3 separate regions of the Mus musculus genome follow, and regions 1 and 3 are each linked to region 2. The links are chromatin contacts, called in public promoter capture Hi-C maps. All regions are on one chromosome and are shown on one strand. Each heading gives the region's core, a stretch centred on a gene start, on an enhancer-like site or on the middle of the called end of the contact. The rest is flanking DNA. Distances are from core to core; before and after follow the strand shown.

Region 1 (2,700 bases), core at 66-2,565, 820 kb before region 2:
CCTGCAGAGAATCCAGACGGCCTCTGTCCACTCCTGGGACTGCCTGTGCTGCATTCTGGAAGTAGTGTGTCACACAAAGGTCAGACACCAGCCTTTCTGCTAACTGGGGTGTGGGGGCGCTGTTAAGGGGTGTAGCTGTGTATTCCTGTCATGTCTGTGCACACATGCATATTTGTAGCCTCTACAAAGCTGGCTCAGTGAGTATTGGGCAAGTTATCTGTGGACCTGTCGGAGGACTTCTCTCTCTAACAGGCTGTAGTGGCTGGGTATCTCTCCCATCTCATCTCCCTTTATCTGCACCATGTCTGGGTACCTGCATCTCCTCTGCACTGGAGACTGGTGCCTACTAGTCTATATGTCTTTCAGCCCTGGCAGCTGCTATCCCCCACCCCCCTCCCCTTCCTACTTCAGGAATTCCTCTGGTTCCCGTAAGGCCCGTGACTGCCCAGCAGATGGTGTGGAGGGGGCACCAATCCAGTAAAGGCTGAAAGTGTACCACAGGCCCACTCAGCCCCAACAAGAGTGGGCACCTCACAGGCCCTTTCATGGCACAGACCCTTGGAACCCCGACATCCTCAGCACCCTGTGAGGTGCCCACTCTTGTTGGGGTGGGTGTTACGTCCGAGTTTGGGGGCTGTGTCTTTAAGATGGAAACATCACCATGCAACTTCTGCTGGTCCAAGGGCGGGGGTGGGGGTGGGAGAGCTGGTCAGTCCATTAGCTGCAGAGCTGGCGCCAATCACCAGCCCTTTACCGTGCCCTGGGGAGTAGGCAGAGATAAGCTCTTCCCCAGCTCCCTCTGCCTCAGCCCTCGGTTGTGGCCAATGATGGGGGGCAGTTGACAACAGGTGAAAGGAGAACCCCAGTTTCAGGAGACAGGAGGAGGCACGAATTCCCTGGCTTAGGCCAGGTTAGCTCTCCCTCCACCTACCCCACTTCTCATTGCTCAAAACTTGCCCTTTTCCTCAGGTCCTCATATTCCCTAATTTTTACCCCCTCTTCTGAGAGGGCACCCCAGGTCAAGCCATGTCCTCCCATTCTAGGCTCCAGCGTTGGATGCATGCTCTAAGGTAGACCTTAGCCCACCTCCATCACATCCCGGATCTCAGCCAGCAACAAGGGGGAATCAAGCAGGCAGGGTGCCAGCAACCAGGAGAGGGAAGGGGTGGTGTCCTCTCTCTGCAGGGTGGGGCATCCCCCTCCCCACACAGCCCAAGGCTGAAGTCAGGCCAGTGGGAGGAGCTGTCGTGGCCCCCCACCCCCCCTCCCCGGAGACCGCAGGGCTATAAAGCCGCCCCGCATCGGTCTGCAGCTCCTTGCCACCCGGCCTAGTTCTGCCAAGCGCTGAATGCCATCTTCCGCCAGCATGAGCCATCATCACTCGTCGGGCCTGCGGTCCAGCATCAGCTCCACCTCGTACCGCCGGACCTTTGGGCCGCCGCCCTCACTGTCCCCCGGGGCTTTCTCCTACTCGTCCAGCTCTCGCTTCTCCAGCAGCCGCCTGCTGGGCTCGGGGTCCCCGAGCTCCTCGGCGCGGCTGGGCAGCTTCCGTGCCCCTCGAGCGGGGGCACTGCGCTTGCCCTCGGAGCGCCTCGATTTCTCCATGGCCGAGGCCCTCAACCAAGAGTTCCTGGCCACTCGGAGCAACGAGAAGCAAGAGTTACAGGAGCTCAACGACCGCTTCGCCAACTTCATCGAGAAGGTGCGCTTCTTGGAGCAGCAGAACGCAGCCCTGCGCGGGGAGCTGAGCCAGGCGCGGGGCCAGGAGCCGGCGCGCGCCGACCAGCTTTGCCAGCAGGAGCTGCGCGAGCTGCGGCGCGAACTGGAGCTGCTGGGCCGGGAGCGCGACCGGGTGCAGGTGGAGCGGGACGGGCTGGCGGAGGACCTAGCGGCGCTCAAGCAGAGGTCAGAGGGCAGGACCGGGCCTGCCAGACGCTCCCTTCGCTCCCCCTGCCTTCCCCTCCAGATCCAACAGCCCTAGGGCGTGGCCGGGCTGGCCAACCCCAGGGCGAGCCTGCAGCATCCAAGCCAGCCCCCTCCCTGCACTTTGCTCCGAGAGCCTAGCGGAAGTGACCAGACATTAAGGGGACTCCCTTCTCTGTTCCTAGTCCGTTAGACGGGCAGACTGAATCCCTCCTTTTAGATCCAGGACAGCTGCATAAGCAGATGGGGGCGGGGTGCTGGATGTGGCACGAGGTCTGGGAGGTCACCCCGCAGTTCAGCATCTTCCCACTCTGCCTGTCAGGTTAGAAGAAGAAACCCGCAAGCGGGAGGATGCGGAGCACAACCTGGTGCTCTTCCGTAAGGTGAGTGAGGGGTCACGTCGAGTCCCAACACCCCAGCTGCACCCCCAGCTGCGTCTCCAGGGTGGCATCGGTGGGTTAAGGGAGGCCACTCCGTGCTTCCGAGACAGACAGGGAAGACCTGGCCCTTCCCTGGCCTGAGGAGCCCTCCTATTGATCCCCTATTCCCGTTCGCGAAGGACGTGGACGACGCCACTCTGTCCCGCCTAGAACTGGAGCGCAAGATTGAGTCTCTGATGGATGAAATTGAGTTCCTCAAGAAGCTACACGAAGAGGTGGGTGGTCGGGGTGTCTGGGAAGGCTTGGGAGAGACCTCGCTGAAGCTGCGCAGACAACAGGGATGCGTTGTGATGACAACCCCACCCTTTACAGGTGTTTTTGACTCCCACCCATGCGC
Region 2 (2,845 bases), core at 298-2,797:
AAAGGAAGGAAGAAGAAAAGAAAGAAAGAAAGAAAGAAAGAAAGAAAGAAAGAAAGAAAGAAAGGACGAACGAACTTCTCTGGGCTGGCAAGATGGCTCAGAAGATGAAAACCTTTGCTGCACAAGACTAAGGACCAGAGTTTGATCCTCAAATCCTAAGTTAGAGAGAACCAACTCCTATAAGCTGCCCTCTGACCTCCACAAGCCTACCATAGCACGATGGCTGGTATTCATGCACACACATCACACAAATGGTAATTTTTAAAATATATATATATATATATATATATATATATATATATATATATATATATATATATATATATATATATATATATATATATATATATATATATATTGAAGGTCAGGGACAGTGGAGCACACCTTTAATCCTAACATTCAAGATGCAGAGGCAGCCATATTTCAGGCAGCCAAAGCTAGATAGCCAGCTCAAGGCTAGTCAGGGATTCTCTGAAGAAGCAGAAAGAGGAAGAGAAGAAGAAAAAGGAGGGAGAGGAGGAGGAGAAGACAACGACTGAGGAGGAGTTGTTCTTTCCTGCTAACTCTATAGCTTTTTGAAGGCTGTCTAAACATGATCACACTTGGTCGTCCATAGACTAACTGGACTAGGTATTTGTACCAGTAACTATGTAGATACAAAGTAGCCCACTCACCCACTTCCGTGCCAAGGATGATCTGCCCTCCAAAGGTCAACGTCTTAAAAACATAACCTCACAGTCTTCGGCTAACTTGCAAAGTCAACAGAACCATTTGGATTAGGCAGATTTTTGAGAGCTGGAATTAGTTGCAAGACAATAGCAGATCAGTATCTCTCACCAGGATCAGCTAAACTCATTGTTGTGAGCACCAATAAGAAGGCTAGGACGGGTGCCAGATGGTTCGCTCCTAGCACCCACGACTTCGAGCTCCAGTGTGTGTGGCCAGGGGTGTACAGTTACCTAATATTAACACCTACGGATGCGAGTGAGCAGTGGATCCCAGCTCAAGTACACCATAGCGATTTGGGAAGGACACAGCAAGTAGGAACTGTTCGGAAGGATGTTAAGTCTTAACCAGAGTTCATCTGGAGGAATGGACGGGAGAAAAATTGGAAAAGGAACGGCCGCGTGGAAGAAGGAAAGAGTGGCAGGATTACCTCCCTAAGAGGGTGTTTTAACTTTTGATGAAATGCCACTTTCCCTCCATCCCGTGCGAGACCAGGGGCCCAGGCAGCGAAGTCTCAGTCCCTTGGACTTCCCAGAAGGGAGGGCGGAGCATGGGAGGCTCCTCCAACGTGGACCCCAAGGGGTGAGCCTCCTGCTCCTGCTACCCACCGCCTCAAAATACGCGGGGAGAGTGCGGGGCTCAGCAGGGTCTCCGCGCGCATGCAGGCTGCGGAGGGCGAGGCGAGAGGAAGCGCTTACCTGACTAGAAAGCCGTCGGGGCTCGGCGCTGCACGGCCACGGTCCTGCGCTCTGTCTGCCCAGCGCACCTGTCGCAACTGGGCTGCAGCACCTTCAGCTCCGCGGCCCCGCCCCGGCCCCGCTCAGAGCCCCGCCCCCTGCCGCGGAGGCGCGCCCGTCTCCCGCCTCCCGCGCGGCCTTGGAGCGAACGTGCTCGCTCCCGGCGGCGTGTTCAACTCGTGACCGGAGCGTCGCCCTAGTAGCGGTGGTGTTGCAGGAGGCGTGGCTCCTGTGTCAGCCTCCAACTTGGTCGTGTCCCCTTTCTGGCTCACCCTATCTCTCTCTGACTAGAGATTGCAGCAGTTTGATCTGAGACTCACCCAGAAATCTGGTCTAAGTGCAACTTCAGGGAAGTTCCTGGTGCTGTCGGGGTAAGTTCTGTGGAAAGGTATTTTAAGAGAGGCCATGCCCTGTGCTGCAAAGAGCTGCCAAAGAGGCCTGGCTCAGACTACATTGGATCACTTCACCTCAGTGGACCTGAGTTTCCTCAGGAAAGGATAGGATTAGATAAGAGTAGGTGGTGTCCAAGTTCTCCAAGAGCTATGGGTTTTGTTTGTTTGGTTTTTGGTTTTTTGTTTTTTTCAACAACGGGTGGTTTTCCTTCATTTTCTTTTGAGACAGAGGAGGGTCATCACATGTAGCTGAGATTAGCCTGGAACTCACAGTGTAGCTGAAGTGATCTTTGAGCTGTTGGCTCACAAAACTGCCCGTAACTCCAGCACCTGGGGAACCTGATACCATTTTCTGGCGTCCGTGAGGAACTGCACACACATCACACACTCACACACATATACATACTAATAAGATTAAATAAAAGTCTTTTTTAAAAGAGGCTCTAAGAGAAGGGTAGTAGCACACACCCTAGAGTGGGCTTGCACTTCTCAACAGTGTCTGCAAGACCTGTTTCTGTTTCTGCACTAGGAATGTGAGGGTCTGAATAGATCATGAGGAGACATAGCATGTGGCCATCCAGCCCTCAGATTCTTGGCTCCACCACCATTCCTCTCTGCACGAAGCCTTTTGATAGTATCCTTTCCTGAGGTCTAGTGACATACCAAACGAAAGGAATTCTGAGGCTTTTCATGTGAGTGTTGATTAGTATCATAAGGGCCAGTGGTAGAAAGATTTGTTCAACTCCTAAAGCAGTCACTGGCAAAGGGCACAGGACATGTGGCCTTTATCCTGGCAACTGAGGTAGGATGGTTGCCTTGAGTCCCTGGATGTCCAGTGTTACAGAGTGAGAATAACCCAAAAGGAACAAAACAAGAAACCTACAAAAAGCTGTTGATGAACAAGTTTTAAGGAATTGAGCCATTCACCAAGGATAGAATATCATTCAAAAATCTAACCTAGACTGATTTCTGGATAAATGTACTAAAGAA
Region 3 (2,930 bases), core at 400-2,899, 790 kb before region 2:
AGGAACAGACCCCGAAACTGAAGCAGAAGGTGGGCTGGGCGGTGTCCTCTTGGGGTCCGAGAGCTTTTCAGCAATCTAGCAGGGCTCAAGGCTTAAGGCTTAAGGGATCCTGAGCAGTAGGCCTGATGCACCAGGGCCCCACCCCTCCCATGGAACATTCAAAGGTCACTGTTCAGTCCAAACCTTCTTCATCCTGCAGAGTACAGGCAGCTCTCTCCACTCAGCCCTATGGCATCTTGCTTGTTCAAATATGTGGGTCTTTGGGGGTGCTATCCCCTCAAATCTTAGGTGGCAATGCTTTTTGACTCCCCACTGGGGCAACACCTAGAGGAATCTGAGAGGTTCCCAGGGTGGGCTTAGGCCCCAAAGACCAGGCCTCCCTTCTTCCTGTCCATTGTCTCCTAGCTTTTCCAAATCCAATCTGGTTTACCCCACCACTTATATAGCCCCTGGAGCCAGAGACCCTTGTCCACATCTGCCTACACAATCAGTATTAACTGGGAGGAAAGCTTGGTCTAGGTTTGGCTCCAGGTCCTGGGGATAAACAAATAAGATCTAGTAGAGAGGCCAGTTAGTGTTTTCTCCCCTCCACCCCCTTTCACTTCTCTTTGAAAATTCAAGCTGAATGACTTCCCCTGGGGGGAGACTGCCACTACCCAAAACAAGAGATCCCATTCCATTCCCTGAAACCAGGTTCTCTAATAGCTTGTTCCATGCCAGGGCCAGGAAACCCACTGACTGGGAAGACCACCCCAATAGAGAGGGCAGCTCAAGGAAGAAAGAAAGAAGAAGCTATGGGCTGGGGAAGGTGCCACGGACATTTGATTTGGCAGGCTACAGTCGGAGGTTGGAGCGTGGAGGTTGGGGCCTTTGAGTCCTGAGTTCTAGCTCTGACCTCAGCCTACTGTCCTGTCAGGTGATTTTCTTTTCCAGACGCCCCCCCCCCCAATTCCTCCTCTTTGACTAAATTGAGTGACATTAGAAGTTTGGTAACCTTGCCAGTCTTGGATACCCTGATAGTGTTTCAGGGGAGAAGCTGGATTGTGAGCTGAGCGCGGGGAGTTTTAGGAAGTCATTAGCAGGATCTGGGGCTAAGTAGAGGGGCAACCTCACCTGTCCGTTCTTCATCAGATCGGCCCACATGCTGGTACCGTCACCGCCTCGCATGAGCACATGGTAAGCGAAGAAATAGACTCCTGGCATGGGGCAGGTGAACTTGCCGCTGGCTGCCTCGTAAGCGTTGCCCACGTTGGTCACCACGTCGTCAAAGCGCAACACTTCATAACCCTCGTGAGGCCGCCTTAGACCCGCGTAGAAGGCAATTCGGGGTACATAGCCGGCAGGGGGCGCTGCCCCTCCAGGGCCTGGGCCAGGAGGACCTGGGGGTCCTGGCCTGCCTGGCTCTCCAGGGGGCCCTCTGGGACCTGGGGGTCCTGGTGGCCCCCGCAGGCCTGCCTTCCCTCGCCGCCCCACCTCTCCCTTGGCACCTGGAGGTAAGGAAGGCACCGAGGCGGGCGCGCCGTCGGGGCCTTGGCCTCGGGATGCGTGGGGGTCACACACCATGCGACAGCGACCTAGCATCTCATAGTGTGTTGGTCCGCGAGAGCTGTGCACCAGTAGCGGGATGGCTACCAGCAGCAGCAGCACCATGGCCACCCCGACGGCTGCGCCCGCCACCCGCTTGCGGCGGCTCAGCCGTGACGCGGCCAGGGCCAGCAAATCCTCCTCACTTTTGGGCGCAATGGTGGCGGGGGCCCGGGGCTCTCCGCGGGCTCGGGCCCCGGTCTGGATCTCCCGACGGCTGTGCCGGACCACCTTGCCGCGGCGAATTCCTTCTGTGACAGCAGTGCTGTTCCCCAAACCGCCTGTCAGGGTGGCGATCTCCCCGTGAGCTGGGCCAAGGACAGCCCTTGAGGGTTCAGAACCTACAGTCTGATATTACCCTCGGGTGCAGTTCTAATGATTCAGGGCGCCTGAAACCTGCAGCTTCTTGGACGGCTGGTTTCTCACAGGTCTAAGATGCCACCTCTCCAGACAGTTGCTTTCTTGCGGACAGCTGTGCCTGGTCCCGGGCTCCCCTCGCTGATTTCTCCCGGCTAGACCGGGGACCTCTCCCCGCTCTCCCGACGTCCCAGGCTCTGAGCTGGCGCGGGAGGTGAGGTGGGGGGCTCTCTCTGGACGCGACCTCGTCAGAGATTTTGCACTCTAGCTCGTGGAAAGCACTACCTGCCTCCTACGGCCGCGGTGGCCGCAGCCCTCATCAGAGCCCTAGCCAGGCGTCCCTCTCCAGCAAGCGCTCTCCCTCTCTGCGTCCCTAACCTTCCTCCCTGGCAGCAGTGCGGGTGGTGTGAGTCGCTGCGCGGCAGGAGCCACTATAAGCGGCCGCAGGCGGAGCGACCCCTGGCGCCCAGAGCGGGAAGCACGGGGGCGGGGCAGGCCGCGCCATCTCCCCCCACCTCTCCGCCGAGCCCCGGGCCTCCAGGTTCCCTGCCTGCTCCCAGGGCTCTGCAGCGATTCTCAGCCCTCACCGTATGTATCCTCACTTTCACCCTGTAGCTGGAGTTTGGTATTCTCAGCGCTTAAAGGAAGATAAACACAGTGATGGGGTAAACAGGGGTCAGGCTACAATATACGTATAAAACCTCAGAGGGGGAATGCAGAGCTAAACAAGGGGCAAGGGGGACTCATATATAACAAACAGAAAACAGAAATAAATAGCAATTCGCCATCACACGTCCCTCGGTGCCCCCAACCAAATACAGAACATGGCAAAGGGCTCAATCGGTACTTGTTGACCAGTCTGGGAAAAGGCAAATCTGTCATTCCCACCCTGGCCTCTATGAATTTGGGGGGGGGGGTGTCTCATAGCACATAGCAGCAGAAGCAGCAGAGAGAAATGAAAGGAGAGAGAGAGAGAGAGAGAGAGAGAG

Evidence for each region. Promoter capture Hi-C pulls out the DNA fragments that hold promoters and counts their contacts.
Region 1: a contact with region 2 is called in a promoter capture Hi-C map of hippocampal neurons, with 5 times the contacts expected there. The contact joins the promoter of Prph here to the promoter of Lima1 in region 2. A contact is called at or near these places in 1 of 39 promoter capture datasets (hippocampal neurons) and 1 of 115 datasets of contacts at active chromatin or transcription factors (extraembryonic endoderm stem cells).
Region 3: a promoter capture Hi-C map of pre-B cells shows a contact between it and region 2, with 3 times the contacts expected there. The contact joins the promoter of C1ql4 here to the promoter of Lima1 in region 2. A contact is called at or near these places in 3 of 39 promoter capture datasets (the C10 cell line, cranial neural crest and pre-B cells).

Annotation. Positions count from the first base shown.
Region 1 is chr15:99,053,859-99,056,558 of GRCm38.p6, forward strand. Prph (peripherin) reads left to right here and starts at 1,316. Exons shown (of 8, transcript NM_013639.2): 1 at 1,316-1,905; 2 at 2,246-2,306; 3 at 2,483-2,578. The coding sequence starts at 1,349.
Region 2 is chr15:99,873,909-99,876,753 of GRCm38.p6, forward strand. It overlaps Lima1 (LIM domain and actin binding 1), which reads right to left and starts at 1,548. Exons shown (of 11, transcript NM_001113545.1): 1 at 1,425-1,548.
Region 3 is chr15:99,086,079-99,089,008 of GRCm38.p6, forward strand. It overlaps C1ql4 (complement component 1, q subcomponent-like 4), which reads right to left and starts at 1,650. Exons shown (of 2, transcript NM_001024702.1): 1 at 1,114-1,650. The coding sequence starts at 1,650.